7 separate regions of the Mus musculus genome follow, and all the other regions are linked to region 1. The links are chromatin contacts, called in public Hi-C and targeted proximity ligation maps. All regions are on one chromosome and are shown on one strand. The core of a region is the stretch at or near the end of the contact, and the rest is flanking DNA. Distances in the headings are between cores, read along the strand shown.

What was found. A called contact is a pair of places that touch in the nucleus more often than the background predicts.
Region 2: a contact with region 1 is called in a targeted proximity ligation map of embryonic stem cells, with 16 read pairs. A contact is called at or near these places in 16 of 39 promoter capture datasets (the 3T3-L1 cell line, 3T3-L1-derived adipocytes, the C10 cell line and 11 more), 31 of 484 Hi-C or Micro-C datasets (the 63-12 cell line, B cells, the C2C12 cell line and 24 more), 24 of 130 datasets of targeted methods (the 230-238 cell line, the NIH/3T3 cell line, astrocytes and 14 more) and 2 of 9 other capture datasets (liver and macrophages).
Region 3: a contact with region 1 is called in a Hi-C map of pro-B cells, with 5 times the contacts expected there. A contact is called at or near these places in 6 of 484 Hi-C or Micro-C datasets (the HPC-7 cell line, the N1E-115 cell line, embryonic stem cells and 2 more) and 5 of 130 datasets of targeted methods (embryonic stem cells, large pre-B cells, pro-B cells and 1 more).
Region 4: a targeted proximity ligation map of pancreatic cancer cells shows a contact between it and region 1. A contact is called at or near these places in 1 of 484 Hi-C or Micro-C datasets (granulocyte-monocyte progenitors), 13 of 130 datasets of targeted methods (T-cell acute lymphoblastic leukemia, acute myeloid leukemia, bone marrow-derived macrophages and 9 more) and 1 of 9 other capture datasets (embryonic stem cells).
Region 5: a contact with region 1 is called in a targeted proximity ligation map of trophoblast stem cells, with 8 times the contacts expected there. A contact is called at or near these places in 5 of 39 promoter capture datasets (the 3T3-L1 cell line, the C10 cell line, the HPC-7 cell line and 2 more), 77 of 484 Hi-C or Micro-C datasets (the 3T3-L1 cell line, 3T3-L1-derived adipocytes, B cells and 46 more), 31 of 130 datasets of targeted methods (the 230-238 cell line, the HPC-7 cell line, the NIH/3T3 cell line and 20 more) and 1 of 9 other capture datasets (embryonic stem cells).
Region 6: a contact with region 1 is called in a targeted proximity ligation map of microglia, with 9 times the contacts expected there. A contact is called at or near these places in 2 of 130 datasets of targeted methods (microglia and pancreatic cancer cells).
Region 7: a targeted proximity ligation map of embryonic limb bud shows a contact between it and region 1, with 3 times the contacts expected there. A contact is called at or near these places in 1 of 39 promoter capture datasets (hippocampal neurons), 13 of 484 Hi-C or Micro-C datasets (B cells, the C10 cell line, the C2C12 cell line and 10 more), 15 of 130 datasets of targeted methods (the NIH/3T3 cell line, bone marrow-derived macrophages, craniofacial prominence and 11 more) and 1 of 9 other capture datasets (embryonic stem cells).

Annotation. Positions count from the first base shown.
Region 1 is chr19:37,548,748-37,552,232 of GRCm38.p6, reverse strand. It overlaps Exoc6 (exocyst complex component 6), which reads right to left and starts at 1,815. Exons shown (of 22, transcript NM_175353.2): 1 at 1,668-1,815. The coding sequence starts at 1,768.
Region 2 is chr19:38,053,447-38,056,931 of GRCm38.p6, reverse strand. Cep55 (centrosomal protein 55) reads right to left here and starts at 1,891. Exons shown (of 10, transcript NM_001164362.2): 1 at 1,615-1,891.
Region 3 is chr19:37,057,826-37,061,310 of GRCm38.p6, reverse strand. All of the region lies in intron 8 of Cpeb3 (cytoplasmic polyadenylation element binding protein 3), which reads left to right. Among named protein-coding and RNA genes, the nearest start is that of A330032B11Rik, 110 kb to the left of the region's middle.
Region 4 is chr19:37,957,458-37,960,942 of GRCm38.p6, reverse strand. Myof (myoferlin) reads left to right here. Exons shown (of 54, transcript NM_001302140.1): 20 at 1-23; 21 at 1,105-1,229. Among named protein-coding and RNA genes, the nearest start is that of Gm52397, 27 kb to the left of the region's middle.
Region 5 is chr19:37,934,016-37,937,500 of GRCm38.p6, reverse strand. It overlaps Myof (myoferlin), which reads left to right. Exons shown (of 54, transcript NM_001302140.1): 33 at 1,006-1,187; 34 at 1,282-1,440; 35 at 1,556-1,654; 36 at 2,580-2,741. Among named protein-coding and RNA genes, the nearest start is that of Gm52397, 50 kb to the left of the region's middle.
Region 6 is chr19:37,172,170-37,175,654 of GRCm38.p6, reverse strand. A330032B11Rik (RIKEN cDNA A330032B11 gene) reads right to left here and starts at 1,812. Exons shown (of 3, transcript NR_045329.1): 1 at 1,622-1,812. Cpeb3 (cytoplasmic polyadenylation element binding protein 3) reads left to right here. Exons shown (of 11, transcript NM_001290827.1): 2 at 670-1,688. The coding sequence starts at 681.
Region 7 is chr19:37,906,363-37,909,847 of GRCm38.p6, reverse strand. It overlaps Myof (myoferlin), which reads left to right. Exons shown (of 54, transcript NM_001302140.1): 49 at 2,120-2,261. Among named protein-coding and RNA genes, the nearest start is that of Gm52397, 78 kb to the left of the region's middle.

The DNA of each region.
Region 1 (3,485 bases), core at 566-3,065:
ACCTCTATTATAAGCCACTCCTACTGGGTGATGGCCAGTCCTGATGTGTATCATTCCTAGGGTCCAACAAAGGGACTTGATTTCCAGCCTCCTGAAAACCAGGGGTAACATACCAATGAGGATTCATTTTCTAGTCCACACTGGCTGGGTAGCTACCAAAGACAAAAGTGCATTTCCTGACCCCTGGCAAATGAACTGCTTCATGAACACATTAAGGAATGGCTGTCCTATGAGACTGGAGAGGTCCTTCAGTGGAATCTAGATGTCACAAAGTTTTCTTTGAGTCTGACTCCTATTTTAAACTACTGTATATGTAAAATTCATGTAAGAAAATTAACAATAAGGAGCTGGGCATTGGTGATGCACACCTTTAATCCCAGCACATGGGAGGCAGAGGCAGGTAAACCTCTGAATTTGAGGACAGCCTGGTCTACAAAGTGAGTTCCAGAATAGCCAGGGCTACACAGAGAAACCCTGTCTAGCAAACAAAAACAAAGGAAAGAAAAAGAAAATTAAAAGATACTAATGAGGCCTTTGCATATCATAGCAGGAACTTTCTGTAATAAAAAAACATAACCTGCCTATTAAGTGCTTGGAGGTAGAGAATAAATGGGCAAGATCTCTCATGTTCTAAACAACTTCCCACCCCCACCCCCACCCCAACCCCACCCCGTTCTACAAATACAAAAACAAGGCCAAGGGGGTTAAATGATTTTTTCAGTCATCAGTGACAGGTTTATGAGAAAGAAACAAGAAACACACCACATGATCTGGCTCCCTGGGGCAAAGTGAATTTACAAGTTGAACTGACTTCATTTTATCTACATTTACAGTGAGAAAACAGAATTCCATTTCCAGGAAGTGTGTCCTGAAGAAAGACTACTGACAAAGCACAATCCGTCTCAAATTCCCTTAATGAACCACAAGTTCATTCATCCTAATTGCAAAAGATGAAATTGTAATCCTTGAAGTGTCTAACCTAGTGTTAATGGCTAATAGCTCTGTACCAGTACCAGTCTATGGGGGCAGAAAGTATTCCGTCCGGTATGGACTATTCATTAACTGGTACTATTCCTAAAGAGAGTGGGTTTGGATCCATTTAAAATACGCTGAAATTTTAATACAAAATCAACATAACGTTTGTCAATAAGTAAAAGCTTCCTGTCCCAAGAGCATCGTCACCCCTGCGTGAACTCGAGCTGTCAGCCCACGCTCGCGTCTCGCCCGGGGAGAAGGGTGCTGCAGCGTGGGAGAAAGGTGCTGGCGTCTCCCGCTCAATTTCAATTCTCCCACGCCCAGAGCAGTCAGTGCGCTGGGGTTTCCATCAGCGCGCAACTTGGCACCGGGATCAGTCACGCCGGCCACCTGCAGGTGACCTTCGTCCCCAGCACAGAGCAGACAGCCTCCGCCTAGGGGTCAGGGCCTTGGGGCATCAAGGCCCTAGGCTGGGGCGGCTCTCCGGGTCAGAGACACCCTGGCAGCCACACCCACAGGCGGCGCGGTGACAGGTGCCCGGGCCCTCCGGGTCCCGCAGCCCACGAGCGCCCGCCCCCGCGCGCACCACCTGTCGGGCCGACGCGCGCGCACCCGGCAGCGGACGCCCCGCCCGGCTCCTAAGGAGTCCCTGGTCAGGGCAGCCCGAAAGCCGGGGCATGTGAGAACTTTACCGGAGGGTGGGCCCTACGCAGGCGGTGTCGGTGCTTTCGATCTCCTGCAAGATCCGCTCGTGCTCCGGGACCGTGCCCAGAGCCTCGCAGCTCTCCGCCATCTTGGCTGGAAGCGGAGGCGCCGGCCGGGCGCGGCGGCGCGCGGACCACAGGAGCGAGCGGCAGGTGGCGCAAGCGCGGCGCGGCGCTGCGGGGCGGGGAGGGGCGGGGCCTGGAGGGGTGGGGCGCAGTGGGTGGGGCCCGCCCGGGTGGAGCCCGCCCCTGGGGAGGTAAGGATGACCTGGAGAGGGTGGGGATCGGGGCGGGGGGGGGGGGTGGCCGGGAGGGGAGGGGAACCACCACCTCCATCTTTCCTCGCGACCTGCCCTTAGTTATCTAGAGATGTTTTAGTGCAGTGTGTGCTGTTGTGCACTGCAGGTACCCTAGCAATAACGGAGGTGACCCTCGGTCACACGCCCTCAGTAATAGTGATAGAAGCTACTGAGCACCTGATGGGCTTTAAATAGTGGGGAGTCAGAGAAAAGCAAATGCTTTCCCGAAAATCAAAACTGAGTGTGTCGTTGAGATTTATTTTAAGAACAAACAAAAATTCTATACCTCGACTGCTCTGAAAAAATCGTGTCCCCTGCCGGATGCAAGTTCACCGAGGTTAGTCATATTGGACATAAACTATCAAAATGAGGGAAAATGAGAACAAGACTAAGGCGCTTGCTGGCAACGTAGAAAAGAGGCCCAGGGCAATGTTGGATTTCATGCTGAAGCTCTTGAATCCAAGCGCTCCCAGGGAGTGGTAGCTGGGCTGGGGTGGGAATAGACTTCTAGGGGGAAAGAATGAGCAATAAAGTGGTAGAAGGAAATGGCAGGTGGCTTGAGCAAAGGGACACATGTAGAAAAAGAGGCTTGCTTAACAACCTGTATCTAGGACACCGTGTAAACCAGCTTGTCATGATCAAAGCACTGATGGAAGATTAGTCAGAAAAGAGTTCAAACCTAGCCAGAGGGACAACTAATTTTCTGCTCTCCCTAAGTTCAGGAGCTCTGAGCTTCCCTGTGAGTCAGGCAGGCTTTGCACGAGCCAGCTGTCAGACTCACTCTCTTCCCTGGGCCTCTACTACCAGCTTTTTCCCTCTTCTTCCTCCTTTTCCTCCTTCTCCTTTTCTCCCTCTTCCTCCTCCTCTTCCTCCCCATAAGAAATCCTGGGAGATGATATTGAGAAACAATTAAGAACATGTCCTCTGAAGACAACTGTCCCAAACCCCACTCAGTCATGTGACACTAGGCAAAACTTAATACTTTTCTATCTCAGTGTCCCCAGCCGCAGCTGCTAATAACTGTGGTATCTACCTTGTACTACATCCTATATTATATTAACTTCCATTATTTCTGTAACAAATGCCAGAGCATAAAATGACTCAAGTGTAATCTGTTAGAATGCTCACTGGGCTATAGTCAACATGGCGACACAACTGCATTTTTTTCCAGACTCTAGGAAAGAATTTGTTCCTTTTCTTTGCCAGATTCCAAATGCTATCATAGTCTTTGCCTATGACTTTCTCACTGTGTGGCTCTGGTAGCCTTGAACTCACTACATAGACCAGGCTGGCCTTGAACTCACAGATGTCTGACTGCCTCTGCCTCCCAAGTGCTGGGATTAAAGGTATGAACCATCATATCCGGCCCCCTTTTAATAAAAGTTTTTGGGGCTGGAAAGATGGCTCAGTGGTTAAGAGCACTGACTGCTCTGCGGAAGGTCTTGAGTTCAAATCCCAGCAACATATGGTGGCTCACAACCACCTGTAATGAGATCTGATGCCCTCT
Region 2 (3,485 bases), core at 642-3,141, 500 kb before region 1:
TTTAGAGCGTATGGCAGGAAGAAGTGAGAAAATCCAACACAAGACATTTATAGAAAAAGAGGTGTAATTCTCAGAGATTGGGGGGGGGTGAAAGAAATGAATGGGCAAATGAAGTTAGGCCAAGTTTCACATCTGCTAATAGTACTAGATGAGAGTTTAGAAGCAAATGTAGAATACAAACTCTAGGCAGGCAGATGTGTAGTAAAATACACTGTATATATAAATAATGTAAAAAATAGCTCTCCATTAAGAGATTTAATAAAACCATTTTTCTCATATGTCCTGAGATAAAAATGAAGGCAAGGTGATCATGGAATTGAAAGGAAGATAAGACCTTCCTTCATTCAACTGTTACTACAAAGCTATGGTGATACAGGCTAATAATCCTAGCACTCAGGAAGTAGAGGCAGGATGGGCAGGAGTTCACGGCCAGCCTCATTTGCATAGACTGAAGGCAGCCTAGCTGCACAAAACTGTTTAAACAAATCACAGACTATTACTACAAAGCCTTTTTACCAGGTAACCTAATCGGGACTGGATATAAGCTGGCTAAAGCAACAGAAAGAAGAAGAAACAACATAGAGTCTCGGATGCTAGGAAGCTTTCAGAACAGTGTAGCAGGCAACAGCAATACAACAAAAGAAAAGGAGATTCACATATTCTTAAACTGTAATTAATACTAATAGTCATAAAAGCTACCACTACAAGAAAATCTACTTAGGGCGGTGAGTGTGAGGTTGTCCTGTATAAAATCAGCCTAAAAATAATAGAACTGCATAAACAAACTTGAACGAAATCTGTATTAATGCATTCAACCTGGTTTTGCCCACTATCTTGACAAATACCAAGTAAAATTGCTAGTACAATCTGCCGAGGCAAATGCACAGTTAACGTGTTTTAGGAACCTGCTACCACAAACGTTTCTCCCTGGGCTTCTGCTGACGTCAGAAGGAGGACTTAACAGTTTGAAAATACCCTCAGGACATTTGCATCCTAACTTTTGGAGAGGATTCCTAAAAACTTAGTGTTCTTGACTCTTGTCTAGGCTGACCCAGCACACACTCCTCCTCATCTCAATCCTGCTCTCACCTAGTCTTTCCTTTCCCAGTATTTTCTATTCCAATCGATCATAAAGTTCTTTTTTTTTTTTTTTTAAAGTTCTTCTACTCGGGAACGTCCCTACCCAGTCCTAGTGGAATCTCCTTCAGGATGTGCTCTCTTAAATTTAATATGGGACACAGAACTCACCATACATACACAAGCTAGCAGTCAGTACTATCTGCTCACAACATTTTCTTTTTCAATCAACAACTGTTCAAAAGAACTGTGTTTTGATTTTTTTTTGGGGGGGGGGGCATACAAGAGCTTAAAGGCAGCTGCTTGGAAATCTCTGACTCGACTGAAGGGACCTAAGTCATTCTGGTCAGGAGTCTAAAGAAGCATTTCCGTTCAGTAAATCTCCCAAATCTACGAGGGGTCAGGAAAGAGGCAGGAAAATAAAAAACTGCAAAGAGAAGCGCTTGCTAAGCAAAGGCTGACCGCACTGGAGACCTGAGAGACCTGGCTCAGGTCACTGGCCTCGCGGTAACCTCTCTGTTAAGAAAGTGATAATACCGCCAAGTTCAAAGGAGCCGAAAGGATGGCCTGCGGGCCGGCGGTCGACAGGAACGCAGCGCGGGGTCTCTCAGGGAGCCAGCATGTGTTCCAGCGATTCCAGCCAGGGGAGACGGAGTCCTGCGGCGTGATCTGCTCACCAGCGCTCCTCCCGGGAGGTCTAGTCCTGCCCAGGGGCTAACGAGCCCCGGCTGTCCTCCCCTCCCTCCCCGGCCGAGGCCGGGACCACTCACTACCTGAGACAAACACAGCGCTCGCGTCGCCGCCGCAGACCACTTATCAACCAGGACACCGCTTCCGGGAGTTTGAATCCCGCGGCTGTAGGGCGGGTCACGTCACTGCCGGCTTGGCGAAGGGCGGGGTCTGCAATCAGAGGACGGGCGGGAGAGGGCGGGGTCTGCAATCTGAGGAAAGGCGGGAGAGGGCGGGGCCTGCAATCTGAGTGAAGGCTGGAATCTGAGGATGGAGGAGAGAGGGAGGGCCCAGGAGCCTGAGGGCGGGGCAAAGGCGGAGTCTAGAGCCAGAGGAGGGGCGGGGCAAGGTCTGGAACCCGACGGCAGGCGGGGCGAAGACCGGCTCTGGAATCAGAGGGAGGGGATCGAAACTAGCCGGGCAGACGGGTAGGGGCAGAGTGGGGAAGGTAAGGGCGAGCAAGACATAGAGCCTGACGGGAGCTACAATCCGTGCCGGCCGGGTCAGAGAAGGACCTTGTGAAGATAGAGGGTGTCTGTGGAAACGTGGTGTGAAATGAGGCGGGTGTGATGGTGTGGGTGTGGGTGTGGGTGTGCGGGAGTGTGGGCGTGGTGGAGGCGGAGCCAAGGACAGAGTCGGAGGACCAGTTCAATCTGGGCCTGCTTGCTTTTCTCTGTGTGTTCGGACCCTGCTGTTATCCATAGGACAAGCTCTGTGACCCTCGCCTGGGACTGACTGGTCTATGTTCTTTGGGAACCAATTTCTCTTTGTGAGGTAGAGCACAACCTCCTAGTCTTCCGGGCGGGCCACTCATTTACCCTGTCAAACTCAGGGGCGGAGCAATGGGGAACGAAGCTGTAGGGAGCTGATAAACTCCCAGTTTGAAAACCGAGATTGTGAGCCCCAGCAGCGATTCCAGATTGCTGCCCTACAGGCAGATGTGTCTTTATTGGTCTTTATCGGTCACATCAGGGTCTTGATTAGCGTCTTGAGAACTTGAAGCAAACAATTGCTTATGGCGTGTCGTTCTTAGACTTAGCCTAGGCATACCAGAAGTTTACAGCGAAAAAAATCAGTAGCAAAGCATCCTATGAAGGTAATGTATGTAGTACAAGGGTTAAAATCCTGAATGCCTCTTAATAGATGTGTGGCCTTGAGAACATTTCACTTCCTTGAGCCTCAGTTTCCTGATCTATACCAGGATGCAGATAACCATCTGGTAGTGTGGCTGCGAGGGCTAGAGTTTAACAAATGTAGTTAGGCACTGTTAAGTAAAAGACAACAAATCCATTTGTTACTGAATCTAGTGGATGAGAAACCATGTAAGGAATTTCAGTTTGTTTTATTTGTTTAAAGCAGGAAGATGGCAATCCAAGATACTGGAATTCTCTATTTACACAGTCCTCCCGCCTGAAGTATGAACGGAGAAACAGATGGAGAAAGGAATAGTCTTATTAACCACAAGGTGGCACACTAGAAGGCGGCAAGCAGGCTTTTGCGTTTCAATGTCCATCTTTCCCTTTTGCCCTGTTTTTCAGGGCATGTGGGTGTTTTTTGGGGTATGTGGGCCCCAAACAGGTGGAGCCTGGGTGACCCCGTGTTCCAAAGAGCAGCCTGTTCTGGTGTCCTGGTTCTGCACATCTTACCTTCTTTATGTAGAGCCGTGAGGTGTTCAGTTC
Region 3 (3,485 bases), core at 286-2,785, 490 kb after region 1:
AGCTGGTGTGGTGGGCCTACCTGTAATCCCAGTACTTGGGAGGCCAGACCAAGAAGGTCTCGAGGTTGAGAACAGAGTGGGATGTACAGTGAGACACTCTCAAAAAGGGGGTACAGAAGAAAGAGTACCCGTTATTCCTCAAATCTGCACATAGAGTTCATTAAGGCTGGATACTTTACTGGGCAGTTGGGCCACACACAGGTGTATGAGCTCAGCCTCAAAGGACCCTGGCTGTAACAGTGGGAAGTAGGTGTGTGACAGGAAGTGAACTAAGGAGCTGCAGGTACTCTGAGAGATGCCATAGGGAGTATGTGAGACTGGGAGTCATGGATGGAGAAGAATGTGCCGATGTTATGACTTGGTCAGGAAAGGGTTCGCTTGCGTCTTTTGACTGTAGTATTTCATTAATAATGACTTTACTAACTCAAGGGTATGCATTACATAACCTTTTTTGTAGTATCATTTGTTCATTCTCTCTCTCTCTCTCTCTTTTTTTTTTTTTTTTTTTGCTAAGCATCCCTATGAAAGAGTACACAAAATGCCATGCTTCATTAGTAGTTGACGGCCCCTGACGGGCTATGAAGCCTTGCATGGAGTGAGCACTACAGCTTAGCGCACGTTGCAGGGCTTAACTTACTGTACCTGGTGGAACACCTGGAGCATGCTGGAAGCACAAGACAGAATTTCCCAGTATTATTTATTGCTCCCTGTCTAGAAAGAATTTTGACTCTTTTGATGAAGTTCCCTGGAGCGTTTTTGTTTTGTTTTGTTTTGTTTTTTTGTCTGAGGATCAGTTAGACCAGTGGTTCTCAGCCTTCCTAATGCTGCGCCCCTTTAATACAGTTCCTCATGTTTGCTACTTCACAACTATGATCTTGCTAATGTTATGAATCGTAATGTAAATATCTGTGTTTTCCGAAGGTCTTAGGAGACCTCTGTGAAAGGGTCATTCCACTCCCAAAGGAGTTGTAACCCACAAGTTGAGAAGAACAGCTGAGTTAGAGGGTTAGAGTCACAGCTTTTGGCCTGCAGCCCCAGAGCCATGTAGGATACAGATCTCTTACCAAAGCCAAGGACTGATCAGTTATCAGGCTCTGTTCTTTCTCCTTCTCTTGAGAGTTACCCGGGTTGTCGCCTGGTACAGAAGAACACTTGAGACTAATAGATGGCATCTACTCTTGGAAATTAGCTGATTTGTTTATTACTATCTAAGAAATGAAAATTAGCTCAAAATGAAATACCAAATATATATGTGCTTTGAAAAGTTTAATTCCCCAAATACTGCTGCTATGGCTGTTAGTTTCTGTGTTTAATAATAAAAAGAGCCCTTATACCATGAAAGAGGCAAAGACACTTTACAAACTATAAACTCTTTCTGCTTCTGCTGACTCTTTCTGTTTCTGCTGTCACACTTTAGTGATTTGGTGAGGGCTGTGGTACTTAAAATAGAATTGCTGACAGCTGACATGGGTCGGAGTCCATCCCTTCAACTGACACAGCCGTTACAGCTATATGTCAGGGGACTTGGTTTAGCTGACTCATCCTGGCTGGATGAGTTTGGGATGCTGCCACTTGCTGTGGAGAGCATTCCTGATGGTTCTGCACTATTGTTGTTCTGTTTCATGTAAAATGAAAGGATTGTAGGATTGGGGGGAGAAAAATAGTCTTTTTCTTGAAGAGTAGGGACTTTGAAGGGTATGGGGGGAGAGCTCAGGAAATTACAAAAGGGGGTTAGAGTTGACTGTGTCTCAACTCTGAGCTTTGTAGGGGAGAGCTAACAGCCAGATGACTGGGGAGGAAGTATCCGCTCTGGTACTTGAGCTGACCGTGGAACTGCAGTGCTGACTTTTGAGTTCCTTTGGGAAAAACAGATGGAACAAGACACCTTGCAGTAGAATATTTGTGTGGTGGGCGTTTATAACGTACAGTGGTAACCAGGAGGATGAAGTATAAAGCAAGGTGTTCCAAATGAGTGCCCAGAATTAGTGATCTACACTAATTTGAATCTAAATAGAGAATTCTAGAATTGTAGGAAGGCTAAATGATGTTTTAAAATACACTTGAGTGCATGCACACACTCTCGAACACACACACACACACACACACACACACACACACACACACACATACACACACACACACACATAACAAAAAACTTGAAGCCCTTTTCTATTTGTTCTTCCATTTCCCTCCCTCCCTCCCTCCCTCCCTCCCTCCCTCCCTTCCTTCCTTCTTTTCTTTTCTTTTTTCAAGACAGGGTCTCTCCATGCAGCCCTGGCTGGCCTAGAACTCTATGTAGACCACGAGGCTCAAACTTGAGAGTTTTTGCCTGCCTCTTCTTCCCAAGTGCTGGGATTAAAGGCCTGTGCCAGTGTGCAAGGCCATTGTGTTTTCTTTTATTCTGTTATTAAAGATAGAACAAAAATGTACATTTACACTTTAATTTGGAAGTTTTTGTTAATTTTCATTGAACTCTTTAGTTAGTGATTTTTATATGCCTTATGTCTAAACAAGTGATCCATGTTGCACTTTTAATGTTTTTCTTAGTAGTTGGCTTGCACTTAATTCTATTAATCACCTTTCGTTTTCAGTAAATAAAATTTTAGTTTTTAATTTAGATCCAGTATTTTACTCTTTATTAATCGTAAATATAACTGAACTGATTTGGTAACATATATTTAATTAAGGTTAGTTTGATAACTTTTAATTCTTCGGACATCTGTTTAATATTTAAATATATTAACTAATTTGCTACTATTAAATTTACTCTTAACTACTTAAAGTTAATTTCTGTAGAAGTAACCTTTTCAAAACAATAACGGTTCATCACTCAGTAGAGTACTTTGGTGTAGGACAGTGATGCTCAAATTTGAACATTATGTTTGTTATATTTAAAAGTTGCATAAGGGGGCTGGAGAGATGGCTCAGTGGGTAAGAGCACTGACTGTTCTTCCGAAGGTCCTGAGTTCAAATCCCAGCAACCACATGGTGGTTCACAACCATCCGTAATGAGATCTGACGCCCTCTTCTGGTGTGTCTGAAGACAGCTACAGTGTACCAACATATAATAATAAATCTTAAAAAAAAAAAAAAAAAAAAAAAAATGGGGCTGGTGAGATGGCTCAGTGGGTAAGAGCACCCGACTGCTCTTCCGAAGGTCCAGAGTTCAAATCCCAGCAACCACATGGTGGCTCACAACCATCCGTAATGAGATCTGACTCCCTCTTCTGGTGTGTCTGAAGACAGCTACAGTGTACTTACATATAATAATAAATAAATCTTAAAAAAAAAAAAAAAAAAAAAAAGTTGCATAAAAATAACTTGGGATATGCTATGTTTCGCAATGTTGAACAGATTTCTTGCCTGTAGACTTCCTTAAAGTTTTCAATTAAGTACATCAATGAATGTCCTGAAACTCCAAGAAGATAATCTACAGCTTTCCCCAAATAGCCGTCTTCTGACACAGCAACCCCTAGGACATGCAC
Region 4 (3,485 bases), core at 418-2,917, 410 kb before region 1:
ATACAGCCGTGCAGTATTTGACGGTAAGACTGGTGTGAAGTTCTCTCTTATTCATGCGTACAGAGGGCACACCCCAGGACAAGAAGCATATACTGTATTTTCGCTCCGAGGGCCATTATCCTCAGCATCTCATTAGTCAATTTAAGAAAGAGCATTGGATTTTAGGTACCCATAATAGTTGCTAAATCTGTGGAACAGTGTCCCAGGCTGGACACAAGAGCTCATAAAATCCCAAGATGATGACCCCACTAAATACCACACTCCCTAAAGCAGCTGCACCCCAACCAACTGCAAATCCCCCTTAGATTCGGTGGTTGACAATGGTGGCACTCTGGCTCAGACACTGGAAAAGCCAGGCTGATTCTCACCAGTGCTCACCCAGTCCTGTCACCCAGCTCTCTTTTAAAAGATTTTGTTTCTCTTTTTAATTGTATGTTTGTGTATATGGCCCGGTACACATAAACAGCCCAACAGGACTGCTATATTTTTATCTAAATTTTTTTGTATGAGCAAATTTAAGACATAAAATGCCCCAGAAAATGTGAGGCATTTAGTCTTAATTACAGAAAGCCTCCGAGTCATGCCAACCCCATGTGGGCAGCCGAGGTTTGCGAAGAACAGGGTGTGGGGCGGGACTGCTCTTCTTTCAGCAAAAGCAATCATTTAAAAGCACAGTTCCACAGAGAAACAGTGAGTCTAACCTCCAGTGCTCTGCATTCTACCATGCCATATGATGTAACCATCATGGGTGCTCAGCTGTGTGATCCTGAACCACAAATTGTTCCTAAGATGGTTGTCCTCCCTGTGCTGGTGTTTTAGAAAGGTTCACAAAATAAAAGAATAAAGCATCTATTCTCTGTTGCTTGCCTGATTAAAATTGATGAGTCAGAATAGCGCCCGGGTGTGGCTCAGCAGTAGAGAACTGTCCTAGCTTGTATGAGGCTCTGGGTTTAATCTCCAGCTCCCCAAACAGCAAACAAACCTTAGCCAAGACCATTCCCCGGGCCTGTGGATTAATGGGTAGCTCTGTTCACACATCTATGTAACAAATATGCTGTCCTTTTCAAGTGTCCCTGTTCACTGACTCCTGACACTCCTTACCAGGGAACTACTATTACTACTTACCTTGGGCCCACACGAAGCCCGTGGTCACCCTGACTTCCTACTGGGAGGATATTAGTCACCGCCTGGATGCAGTGAACACTCTCCTAGTCATGGCAGAACGGCTGGTGAGTTATCTGTCCAGCATTTCCTTTTCGCAGACAGTAAGGTAAGCACGGGGTAGGTAATATACAAGCTTGGCAACTGTAGCACAAGATCTTAAACACACAATGGTCAACAATAGAGCAATTCAGTAACAACTGAGGAAATGGTCCAGAACTTGTAGAAGTTCACCGGTACTGGTGCCCACTCTTTCCCCATGGCTGTCCTAACCTTTACTAAGGAACTAAGGAGTTACCTCAGTCCATCCCTTAGAGACAACTCACTAGGACATCCACCCTCCAGCCTAAAGGGAGGAAAACACATGAGAAGGTGACAAGAGCCCCTCATTAGGGAAAATTAGGACGTCATACCCAGATTTCTGCTCACTTTCCATTCACCAGAATTCCAGTCCTACAGCCACACCCACCACGAGGAAGTCTAGTCTTACGTTTGTGTGAGCACATGCCAGGAGAAAGGCTTTCTTACTGAGAAAGACGGGAGGATGTAGAAGGCTGGGCAGAGGATTTGCATATAAAGGATGCTTTGTTCCAGTAGCCGGGTGCAACTTGTACAACTTTGCTCTTATTACAGAGATAGTCTCTGCTATGGGAAGAACCAGGGCTGCCAGTCTCTGCTCTTGCTTCAGACTCGGGGAACTCCTCTGAAGCCTGGAGGAGGTTGGGGTGGGGGTCCCTCTGGTTGGGGTGGGGGTCCCTTTGGTAGACCTGCATAAGAGCAGGCATGTGATTGATCGTCTTCTTGACATTGGTAGGCTACAACAGTGAGGAGAAAGGTGCCACATTTGGGACATTTCTACTTAATTTAAGATACTAAGTTACTTCTATAAAAATCCATTCAGCATTAATGTTAATTTAGAGTGTGGGGGAAAAAGGTGTTTGAACATAATCAATCCATCTCATATGTATGGAAATATCACATTAATCTCATTAATATGTGATTAAAATACATTAATAAAATAATTTCAGTTTATATTAATATCATTTTTATAAATGATAGACCAAGATATATAAGAAAATATCTGATGAAAAACTCCATAACAAAAAAATTATTGCTTTTTTATATACAGGCAGCTTTATATCAAAGATATATATATTTCTACCACTTTTCTTTTTCACCAAAATGGTGCATGTGAATGTCCTGGCTGATGCCCTCAAGAATAGCAACAAGGCACGTGCCAGGTCTTTATTAGGTTCCAAAGTCACAGTCTGGCTTCTGTCTGTGGTGAGGGGCATGGTTGCATTGGGGAATTTGAAATCATTGATGACTACAGATCTGGGCAGATCGTCCTGAACCTCACAGGCAGCGAGTGATCATGAGTGTGGGGTGATCAGCCCCAGATTGAACATGCAGCTCAAACCCATCACTTGGTTTCATCGTGCTGACAGCCCCAGGGAGTGCCGCAGACCATGACGAGGCAAACATACTTACAAATAAAAGGCCTCCAGGTGTCGGGGGTGGGAGCACCAATATAGAAGGATAATTGAACTTCAGTGTAATTTCCCATTTCGTAAAGGTGAAATGGAGGGGAATAGATAGACAGTTCTGTGACTAAGAACATTTGCTTCTCTTCCAGAGGACCTGGGTTCTCTTCCTGGAACTCACATGGCAGCTCAAAATCACCTATAGCTCCCATTCCAAGGGATCTGTTGCTCTTTTTTTGGCTTCCAAAAGCACCAGGCATATGTGTGGTGCACAGACATACATGTTGGCAAAACACTCGTGCATATAGAATTAAAAAATGAAAAAAATTAAATTAAAATTTATAGGTTTTAATTTATAAAATTTAAAATTAATATTTGTAAAAATAAAGTTGAAATTGACATGAAATATTTTTTAGATTTATTTATTTTATGTTTATGAATACACTGCCACTCTCTTCAGACACACCAGAAGAGGGCATTGGATCCCATTACAGACGGTTGTGGGCCACCATGTGGTTGCTGGGAATTGATGGACTCAGGACCTCTGGAAGAGTAGTCAGTGCTCTTAACTATCGAGGCATCTCTCCAGCCCAAAATACTATATTTTTTTTATTAGTTTTCATTTTCCTTCCTCAAGGGAGTTGGTGGAGAACTGGCCAAACTTCTAATTATGTTGGGGCCATTCCTCGGGGGGGTTTCTTGCCCTGATTCTCCTTATCATCTCCCTCCACTGACCAAATTGTCTGAGTTCAGGCCTAGTCGTGACAAAGAGAGTGGCTTTCCATGACCAGGACTTTGGCTAGGCCTAGCGGGCACTCCCTTCCCCTCTCTGTTGGCAGA
Region 5 (3,485 bases), core at 466-2,965, 390 kb before region 1:
ATATCATGCACTGTGTCAATTCTTATTCATATCCCAAGCACTCCTTTTACACAGTATTAGTGAATTATTTCCTTTCCTAATAATATTAGACCAGATTATCTAGATCTGGTCTAAAAGTTTGATCAAGATTATCCTACTCTGTAGAACAAAACTTCAAAATGTTTTTTTTTTAGGACATTTTCAAATAGTATCCACCAGGGGACACTGTCTCACTATAGATCCAATCAGAATTCTTAGAAAAATCTTCACTGATGTTTGTATCCCAGTTGGATACAAGATTTATCAGTGGGGCAAAAGAAAACTTTTAGTCCTGTTGCAAGCTGTAAATTCTGAGAACAACTAAACCTTTCCTAGTTACTGCTATATTCTTGAAACCCAGCAAATACAACAAATACAAATACAAATACAAATACAAATACAAATACAAAACTTTCTGTATAGATAACAGTAGAAACAAAAGCATAAAATAAACTTATATTTGTCAGTTTATCAAAAACATAGAAACAAAAATATAAAAATAACCGGTATTTACCAATGAAATGGATAATAGGCTCTGTTCTAGGCAGTTCACATGTTCATGTCATCCCATTTTCTACTCAATAGGAAAACAGAAATTACTTTTGTGGCAAAGAGGGAGGAACGGAGGCTTAGAAAGGTTAAACCTTTTTCTTTCAAGGTCACGGGGGCACAGCAGGCCAGATGTGTCTGGTTGCGAAGCTTGTATTCTAGATGATGTATGTGAAAGACTGTGTGCCCAATGAACCTTGCTGAGGATAAGTGCACTCCAGAGAAGCAATCCTTTGCACATGTCAGGGCCTTCGGTTAGGCACTTCTCACCATGATACTGTCCTCTGTGGTGCCCCGCTTTCAGAACTCCTTGTCTTCAAAGGGGTGGTGAAAACATATGACCACTATGTCCAGATGAAAAGTCTTTGGTTGAAACGCACTGTCATAGGAGCTCGACTTCTCCGAGACTCTACTGTTAATATCTTTTTCTGTGCATAGATCCATACGCCCATGTCTCCTTCCTCCATCGAAGCAAAACCACTGAGATCATCCACTCCACCCTGAATCCCACCTGGGACCAAACCATTATATTCGATGAGGTTGAAATCTTTGGGGAACCCCAAACAGTTCTACAGAACCCACCCAACGTTACCATAGAACTTTTTGACAATGACCAAGTGGTAGGTAACAGGACAGTTTATGATGACTTGGGGGCATGACAGTCGTCTGCAGGGCTATTTGACCAGGAGTTTCAGTGTGGGTTTCCTTCTCTAGGGCAAAGATGAATTTTTAGGTCGAAGCATTTGCTCTCCCTTGGTGAAACTGAACTCAGAAACGGACATCACACCTAAGCTTCTCTGGCATCCTGTTATGAATGGAGACAAGGCCTGTGGGGATGTCCTCGTAACAGCAGAGTTGATTCTGAGGAACAAGGTATCGCTTTGTTCTTGCTCATGGATTCCACGAGCTGCTTAGAGCACCTCAGTCATTCCAGGTACTCTCTGCTTTAATGAAAGGGAAGTGTTGACAGCCTGCGTTTGTTCCACAGGATGGCTCCAACCTTCCCATCCTCCCCTCTCAAAGAGCACCAAACTTATACATGGTCCCTCAGGGGATCAGGCCTGTGGTTCAGCTCACTGCCATTGAGGTATGTATTCTCTCTGAGTTTTACTTGACCAAGCCAAAGGGTGTGTCAAGGACCATTAGTGTAGGGCATGCATTGTGCTGCATGCTTTCTTGCTGTCTCTAACTTCCTATAAAATCGGCTCACACCCTCCCCCAATGGAAATAAATAGTCATAGAAAGTAGACATCTTAACAAAGCAATAAGAAGCAGATCTCAGGGATTTCTTTCTTTTGGGGGGAATTCACCAGAGAAAGAGAAGATAACCCAAGAGAAAGTGCCATGTGAACAAGGAGAAGGTCTGCAAAGGAGGCAGGAGGTCGGGGGTGGGGGTGGGGGTGGGGGAAGCAGCCCACAGTGGCGACCAGGGAGATAATTAGGGCAGACCCAGGCTGGTGGAGATAACCTCTTAGCTAGATAGACGGGGTCCTGATAAGGGAAGCATTGTTAGCGCCTCTGTTTTGCTGTGCGTTCGAAAACAGACACAGGGAGCTTCAAACAGCTGCTACCAGTTTGGAATGCTTGCAGGTCATTTACCATGCAAGAGGTTTAGACTTGATCTTCCAGATTGCCCCCACTCCCCACCCCCAGTGGATCACATGAGTCCTGTTTGCAGGTGAGATCTAGAGATGCTGACTGACTCGGCAGCACTTACAGCAGTTCTGACAAAAGGGAAGGGCCAAAACCACTTTCTCTGCATTTCCACAGGCACCTGAAGAGAATATGCACTGGTATTTTAGACGAATGTGCATCGCTCCATCTTAAAGACTGTACTGTGTTCTGTGATTGAGATTGGATTTTTCCATATATGTGTGTGCACGTGTGTATGTGTGTGTGTGCGTGCATGTGACTCTCTGTGTGTATGTGTGTGCTCACATATGTGTGTGAGTGCATCTGTGTGTGTGTAATATGTCAGGTTTACTTCCCTTCTCTTTAACTTGTTTCCCCAGATCCTAGCTTGGGGCTTAAGAAATATGAAAAACTACCAGATGGCTTCTGTCACATCACCCAGCCTGGTGGTGGAATGCGGAGGAGAGAGAGTAGAATCGGTGGTGATCAAAAGCCTTAAGAAGACACCCAACTTCCCAAGTTCTGTTCTCTTCATGAAAGTGGTACAGTATCTAGACTCTGCACGAGCCCACGCAAGTGGGAAAACCCAGCCTTATAGTAAATGTGCCGGAGACTTCTCCCTCCTTAGGTCATCTGTAGTTAGTTACTGAAAGCTCCAAATGGCCCCTCTATGAGCAGAGCTTGTTTCTCCAGAAAGTGTTTGGTCTCTGTTATAGGCTCTTAGTGAACCCCTCAAGGCCAGATTGTTAACTAGTGCGAATGCACGTGGACCAGAACTTTCCACTAGGATCTGGATGTCTAGGAAGGAACAGCTGTGGAGGACTTCCGTGTGGGTGATGTGGCATGGCCCTAATAGTCTGTGTCTGAGTCCATACTATGGAACCTTCTTTGATCCTTTGAAGTTTATTGTCAGAATTGTGAGGTGTCAGATGGGACTCACACACCTCCACCTGTTATAACTAGAGCTTGTGAAAACCACCCAACTTGTCCATTTTGAAAGAAATTCAATTCTTAACTTTCTTGCTTATCCCTGGTTGTCCTGGAACTCATTCTGTAGACCAGGCTGGCCTTAAATTCAGAGATCTGCTTGCCTCTGCCTAGTGAGTGCTAGGATTAACGGCATGTACCCCCACCACCCAGCAAACCTTAATTCTTATAAATAAAAAAATTCATCTTTGCATTGATATGTAAAAGATTACAATAAGGACATATAAAGATGGAAGACTAGAATTTTCCATTTCCTTTCCACAGCTCATTTTCCTTCATATCCCCAACACACTACTCTT
Region 6 (3,485 bases), core at 563-3,062, 380 kb after region 1:
ATGGAGTAGCTGCCGCTACGGAGAGGCCAGAGAATGATTGTGCAGCTGAGTTCTTCCAACAAATGCCAAAGATTTTGTCTCTCGAGGTTCGCTGCAGCCAAATGAAACAATCATCCGAGGCAAGAAGGCAGTTTGCTAATCAAGAGGGCTAAGTCGGCTTAAAAAATGGTTTCTAAGTGCTCCAGCTGGGGAAGGGGGAAAGAGGGTCGTGTACCAAGTCTTTTTAACCTTGCTGAAGGACGCAGCACTATTTATTGACGTATGCAAATAACTGGGGGAGGGTGGTGCTTGGGAAAAAACAGGAACCAGAATCAGTTTCTCATTGCAGGGTGAACGCTCTGAGTTCCGGTGAAGGGAAAAGAGACGTGGCGAAATTGCTGTCTTTCTGTCTTATAAGCACATCTCTCACTAACACAGAAAAGGGGCCGAGACGTCAGAAAGGGTGAAGACGCTCTCACAGTATTTTTAGAGACCTTGCTCGATCCCTCCAGCTCCCCCCACCCCCCTCCCAGCCCGACTTGTTCTTCTAAATGCGAGATTATGGATTTGCATTGCAATTGGCTAGTGGCGGTGGCACTGGATTTTCGCAAGTAAAACACCCGCCCGCTTCAGTGAGGGGCATTCATGATCACACTGACAATAACGCATCTCTCTTTCTTCCCGTTTCAGCTGCGCAAACCATGCAGGATGATTTACTGATGGACAAAAGCAAAACCCAGCCCCAGTCTCAGCAGCAGCAGCGGCAGCAGCAGCAGCAGCAGCAACAGCTCCAGCCCGAGCCCGGCGCAGCTGAAGCCCCGTCCACGCCCCTCTCCTCAGAGATCCCCAAGCCCGAAGACAGTAGCGCAGTGCCGGCCCTCAGCCCCGCCTCGGCTCCGCCAGCCCCCAACGGCCCCGACAAGATGCAGATGGAGTCGCCGCTCCTGCCGGGCTTGAGTTTCCATCAGCCCCCTCAGCAGCCGCCGCCGCCGCAGGAGCCCACGGCGCCCGGAGCGTCGCTGTCGCCGTCCTTCGGCAGCACCTGGTCCACAGGCACTACAAACGCGGTGGAGGACAGCTTCTTCCAGGGGATCACCCCAGTCAACGGGACCATGCTCTTCCAAAACTTCCCGCACCACGTCAACCCGGTCTTCGGAGGCACCTTCTCGCCGCAGATCGGCCTGGCGCAGACCCAGCACCATCAGCAGCCTCCACCGCCCGCGCCGCAGCCGCCGCAGCCCGCGCAGCCCCCGCAGGCGCAGCCCTCGCAGCAACGCCGCTCGCCCGCCAGCCCCAGCCAGGCGCCCTATGCGCAGAGGAGCGCCGCTGCCTACGGCCACCAGCCCATCATGACCAGCAAGCCGTCCTCATCCTCGGCGGTCGCGGCTGCTGCGGCCGCGGCCGCTGCCTCTTCGGCCTCGTCCAGCTGGAACACGCACCAGAGCGTGAACGCCGCCTGGAGTGCTCCGTCCAACCCGTGGGGTGGCCTGCAGGCGGGCCGAGACCCTCGCCGCGCGGTCGGCGTGGGCGTGGGTGTAGGTGTGGGGGTACCCTCCCCGCTTAACCCCATCTCGCCGCTCAAAAAGCCCTTCTCCAGCAATGTGATCGCTCCACCCAAGTTCCCTCGTGCAGCCCCGCTCACCTCCAAGTCCTGGATGGAGGATAACGCTTTCCGGACCGATAATGGTAACAATCTGTTGCCTTTTCAGGTAAAGTCCCTGTGCTCTTGCACACTCCTTCTTCTCGCATGTTTCTCCCCTCTTCCTAGTTATTTTAATTGGTCCACTCGCTGTTATTTAGAAGGCACAGCAAATTCCAGCACCCTCCAAATCCTCTGGTTCACCGGGTCCATTCCATCCAATCTGGGTGGGGGTGGGGGCGAAGTTGAGTGGACATTGTGACTGCTTGAGGGTAGGAAAGGGCTTTTTTCCCCCAGTTCATTTCCTCCTTCACTGTGCTTGTGCTTTTTATTTTGGCCTTCTTTGACAAATTAAGCCGCAAGTGTATAGTCAGGTGCGGGAGTAGTCCCAGGAGGAGTAGGCTGAGATTCCTATCATTTTAAGTAGCTACACATTTTCAGGTTACGCAATACTAGGCTCAAGGTGCGGACCAAAAGCCATTCACGCCCAAATCACCCTGGTTTGTTAACAGCCTTTGAGTGGTGCTATTTCAAATAGTTGCCTATGCCCAACTAAACTAATGTGAACCCATGTGTTTATGTCTAAGGTGCTGGAATCATTAATAATCAGCATATTGCCCTGGCAGGAAAATTACGAGTGTGAGAATCCAATGAATACCCGGAACTATAAGGGATCGAAGTGGAAAGAGTGGAAATTTTAGGGAGAACTAGTCCCATGTTACTTAAAAGAAGGTTTAAAAAAAATTTTTCCCCCAGAGGAGAGAGACAATAGGACACGACCTTCAGAGCCATATTGCAATGGAGTCTATTTGCTAACTAGCACTGAAATATTTAAAGCTGCAGTGTCCTTCACCAGTTGGGTTATTTAAGACAATGCAGATCAATTACACCATTTGAAACTGGGCAAAGTGAAAGTCTTGCAACTTTAATGAAAAATGAGTCTTGTCCCTCGGTATTAAATGCCAATGAAAAATCCAGGAAGTGCCCCGGACGAAAAGATTGAATGGACAAAGTGTCCTTGTTTCTGTTGCTTTTTCATGTGGTCTGTAGCCACAGCAGTAGACAGGATCCTGGGCCTTTGGATCAGAAAGGGGAACTGAGTGTGTGTGTTCATTGGGAACCTTTGCTGTCTAATAGGCACTTACCCTGGGCCTGTGAAGTGATTTGGCCATAAGCTTCCCTACAAGAGAAAGGCTGGGTGTGGTGGTTACAGCTTGTAGTTCACCACCAAGGCTGGACGATGAGATTGGGACTTCCAGCTCGGTCTGTGTTTCTTACAAGATCTTGTCTCAAAAAGGAAAGAAAAGGAATCCTTCGGCCCCCGCTGACAGACGCTAGCCTGGCAGTTTGACAGAGGTTGAAGGCTCTCAACCTGGCACAGATGGAGCCGTCAGTTTGCTGGTTTTTACCTTTCCGATGTTTGGGGGGTGGGTTGTATCATTTCGAAGGAAATGGGATTATTGAAAGGATGTCTCTGGGCTAGAGCCAGAATTTTTGTTTTGAACAGTTGAAGGAGACCCATGAAAGCTCTAAATTGTGTTTAGGAGAGTTTTGTTGTTTGGGTTTGGGTTTTTCTGGGTGGTGCTCAGGCTGGTACCTAGTTCCTGCTCATGTTGAACACACTCTTAGTCCTAAGTAGAGGCTGCAGTGAGCAAGGCTCTCACATGCTTTCAGAAGGGTCCTCCAGGAACAGGGCATTTGAATAGTAAGGCACAGTTTTAGATGAGCTCCTGCTGATTGCTGAGGATGACCTTCAACTCCCGAGCCTCCTGCCTCCACCTCCTGGGCTGCAGACTCCTGCTACCACTTTCATATCTTGCTTCTTTCCATTCTAAAGTTGATTTTCATGACTGGGATTAGTTCTGTA
Region 7 (3,485 bases), core at 553-3,052, 360 kb before region 1:
GCTAATTATAGCTATGCATATTTATTTGACTATTATGAGATTTTTTTTTCCAAATCAAGGGAACAAACTCAAGCTGATGGGCTGAGAGAAAACTAATACAAGAAGAAAACACAACCTAAAGTAACATGCAAAGCTGCAATTACAATCTGAATACCAGGGCTGGGAGCCCAGCTCAGAGGTAGAAAGCTTACCTAGCCTGAGAATCTGGGGTTTGGTTATTCGCTTATTAGTTTCTCTTTTAGATAGGTTTCATACAGTCTGAGCTGGCCTCGAACTCCTTATGTAGCTGAGGGTGGCTTCAAACCTCTGATCCTCCTGCCTTTACCTCCCAAGTATTGGGATTAAAAGTGCAGGCCACCATGATATTCTGGACAAGTACTTCACTCACTCAACTATATCCTCAACCCCTAGGAATCGGGGTTTGTTCTCCAGAACTGCAGAGAGGGAGAGGGAAAGGGAGAGGGGGGCAGTTCTCCATGTGACATCCGAAAAGGTGACTTGCTGGAAAAATACAGCGTCTAGCATGACACATGTTAACGTTACACATGAAGTGATACATGCTCACACCCAAGCACATGCAGCTAAAGATGCTTTCCTAGTTAACATATCTTAAAATCAAAACAAGAGAAGGTTCAAAAAAAAAAAAAAAGCCCAAGAGACAGAGAGATCTTGGGTCAAATATGGTGGTGAGTTTTTAGGGCTGGGTCAAGAAAAGTTTAAGAGTCGGGCAGTGGTGGCACATGCCTTTAATCCTAGCACTGGCAGGCGGATATCTGAGTTCGAGACCAGCCTGGTCTACAGAGTGAGTTCCAGGACAGCCAGGGATACACAGAGAAACCCTGTCTCGGAAACAACCAGAAAGGAAGGAAGGAAGGAAGGAAGGAAGGAAGGAAGGAAGGAAGGAAGGAAGGAAGAAAGAAGGAGGGAAGAGGAGAGGAGGGGAGGGGAGGGGAGGAGAGGAGAGGAGAAAGAAACATTGTAAGCCTGAGTTGAGAATCGGCTTCCCTGAGTGACAATCTTGAACTCTGTCTTCCCACCGACTTATCACTGGCAGAGAGGACAGGTGGGACCCAAGAGTCCAAAAGCTTCATTGTGGAACTAGGAATCGTTACTTTTCAAAGTTCCCATCTGATCCTAGCAGCCTGACCCCTTTGCCCATTGAAAAGTATCAATTCTTTTTTTTTTTTTTCCTTTTGTTTTGTTCTATTTTGCAATCTTGTTTTCAAGACCAGGTTTCTCTGCCTAGGTTTCTCTGGTTGTCCTCGAACTTACTTTGTAGACCCGTGTGGCCTCCAACTCAGAGATCCACCTGTCTGTCTCCCAAATGCTGTAATTAAAGGTGTGCGTACCACCGCGCCTGGCTGAAAATGAATTCTGAGTTTTAAACCAGAGGCAGGCGTATGTGACTGCAGCTTCCTTCCGCACACCGTTCATTCCATCAACAGACAGTTGATCTCATATCCACTCCGTGCCAGGCACAAGCAAAAGACAAGGTTCCCAACGATATCAGTTAAGATGCTTCGGATGAGAGGAGTGTTCTCAGCTAGGCATCTGGAAATAACAGCTTGCCTCTCCCTTGCCCGTCTCATTAATGAGATCACGGTGACTTTTGAGAATAATAAAAAAGGAAGCTGCAAGATTACTTGCTGGGTGCCTCTTTTTGTTTGCTTAAGTAAAATATGTGAAGGGAAATGCTAACATTTTGAGCTAACTTGCATTCGTTGAGCCTACCAGCCCCGATGACAGATGCTAATGAGTCATAGTTGTGAAGCCCACAATCATAGCCGGCAAGCTGCAGCTTACCCAAAATAGAAGCTACGTTGTTGATGATATTTTCCAGAAAATTTCACCTTAGCCCTGCTAACTACAGTCTAAAGGGTTTCCTGCTTTGGTTTTAAAGGAATTCTATTTTATTTGGCTCTAAGCTGAGTTGGATGCAACCGAGTGCCTCCCTTCCATAAATCACCCCCAGCTTGTGGATCACTGGACCCTGCCCAGAGAAAATGCATCACTTTTGCTCTTCCCTGCCCCACCCCCACCCCCTTAATCACTGAAGTTTTGCCCCGCTAGATCCCTTGTCAATCACAGCGAACTGAGTCTGTTTGCCTCTGCTTTACAGCTGGATTTCCGGCAGCGAAGAAAACAAACAGAAAACAGATGTCCACTACAGGTCCTTGGATGGTGAAGGCAATTTTAACTGGAGATTTGTTTTCCCATTTGACTACCTCCCTGCTGAGCAGCTCTGTATAGTCGCTAAAAAAGTAAGCCTTGAAAGATGTGGGCGGGGTGTGGACGTTTCAGGTCTGCTAGACTCAGAAAGTCAGAGGAGGTCAGGGCTGCTCGGGACCTGGGAGGTCACTGACTCGAGCTCCCTCTCGGTACAGACAGGGAATCTGAGACCCACAGAGGGGTAAAGCCTTGCCCGTGGTCACATAGCTATGACAGGTATTTGTTTGCGTATTTAGGGCTATGAGGACTGCAGCTTCCTTTCTGCTAGGCTCTTGGTGGCAAGACAAGAGACATTATAGAACAAAGGCCTTTTTTTTTTTCAGCCACTGTACACATGTGTTCTTTACGGAATGAATAGATGGCTATTCTCTGTCTTAGGCCAAACACAGGCCAAATATTAGAGGTGAAGTGTCCCTTTTTGCCTCTCTTGTTAAGCCTTGGCATCTGTGTTCCCTCACTCAGAAACACTTCTAGGAGAACTGAGGGCCCCAGTGGATTTAATTAGAAAGACGTTCCGTTACAGAACTTAGACCAGAAATGTGATTTATTGGTTGCCAGGCCTAGCAAGTCCAAGGTTGGCTCATTTTAAGAATGTCTGGAGGCCATGCAGAAGCAATGTCTTTGGAAGCTAGCTCCACATTCTCCTCCCACTGCTCTCTGTCCTCCATGGACCTCCCTTCTAGGCAGGCTCTTCCCTAGGGGAGGAAACACGGTAGCCATCACTCCACACGGTCACCTATATTCCTTCAGCACAGATAGAAGAAGAGAGCCAGGAGGGCATCCACCAGCATTCTAGAACTGGGCCTCAGGGTCTCCACCTCCACCTATCTAGAGACTTGTGGCTCTCCCTGAACCAAGCGCTGCTGCCCAGGATGCCTTACTCGGGCCAGGCACTGGCGCTAGAGATGGAGTCTGTCTTTGTCTACACCATCCCACCCCAGCCCCAGCCCTGCCCAGACTGTACCAACTGGGGAAGGAAAAGTTCTCCAAGAAAAGCCTGGGGTCTGCAATCTAGGTAGACAATCCTATGATCCCAATAGATGTCTTGTTCGATCCTGCCTTTCCTACCCCATCAGTCTATTCCATCCACTCACACCGTCTCCTTACACCCTACAAAATGCACCCACCCCAAGTCCCAATTGCCCTCTGATATCCGACCTTTCTGTGGCTGCTGTAGTAAGCACTTTGCCTGTGAAGGGTGGAATGGAGTCTACCGGGGTGGGGTAGGGTGGGGGGTGGGGACTTTCCAGAGGCTC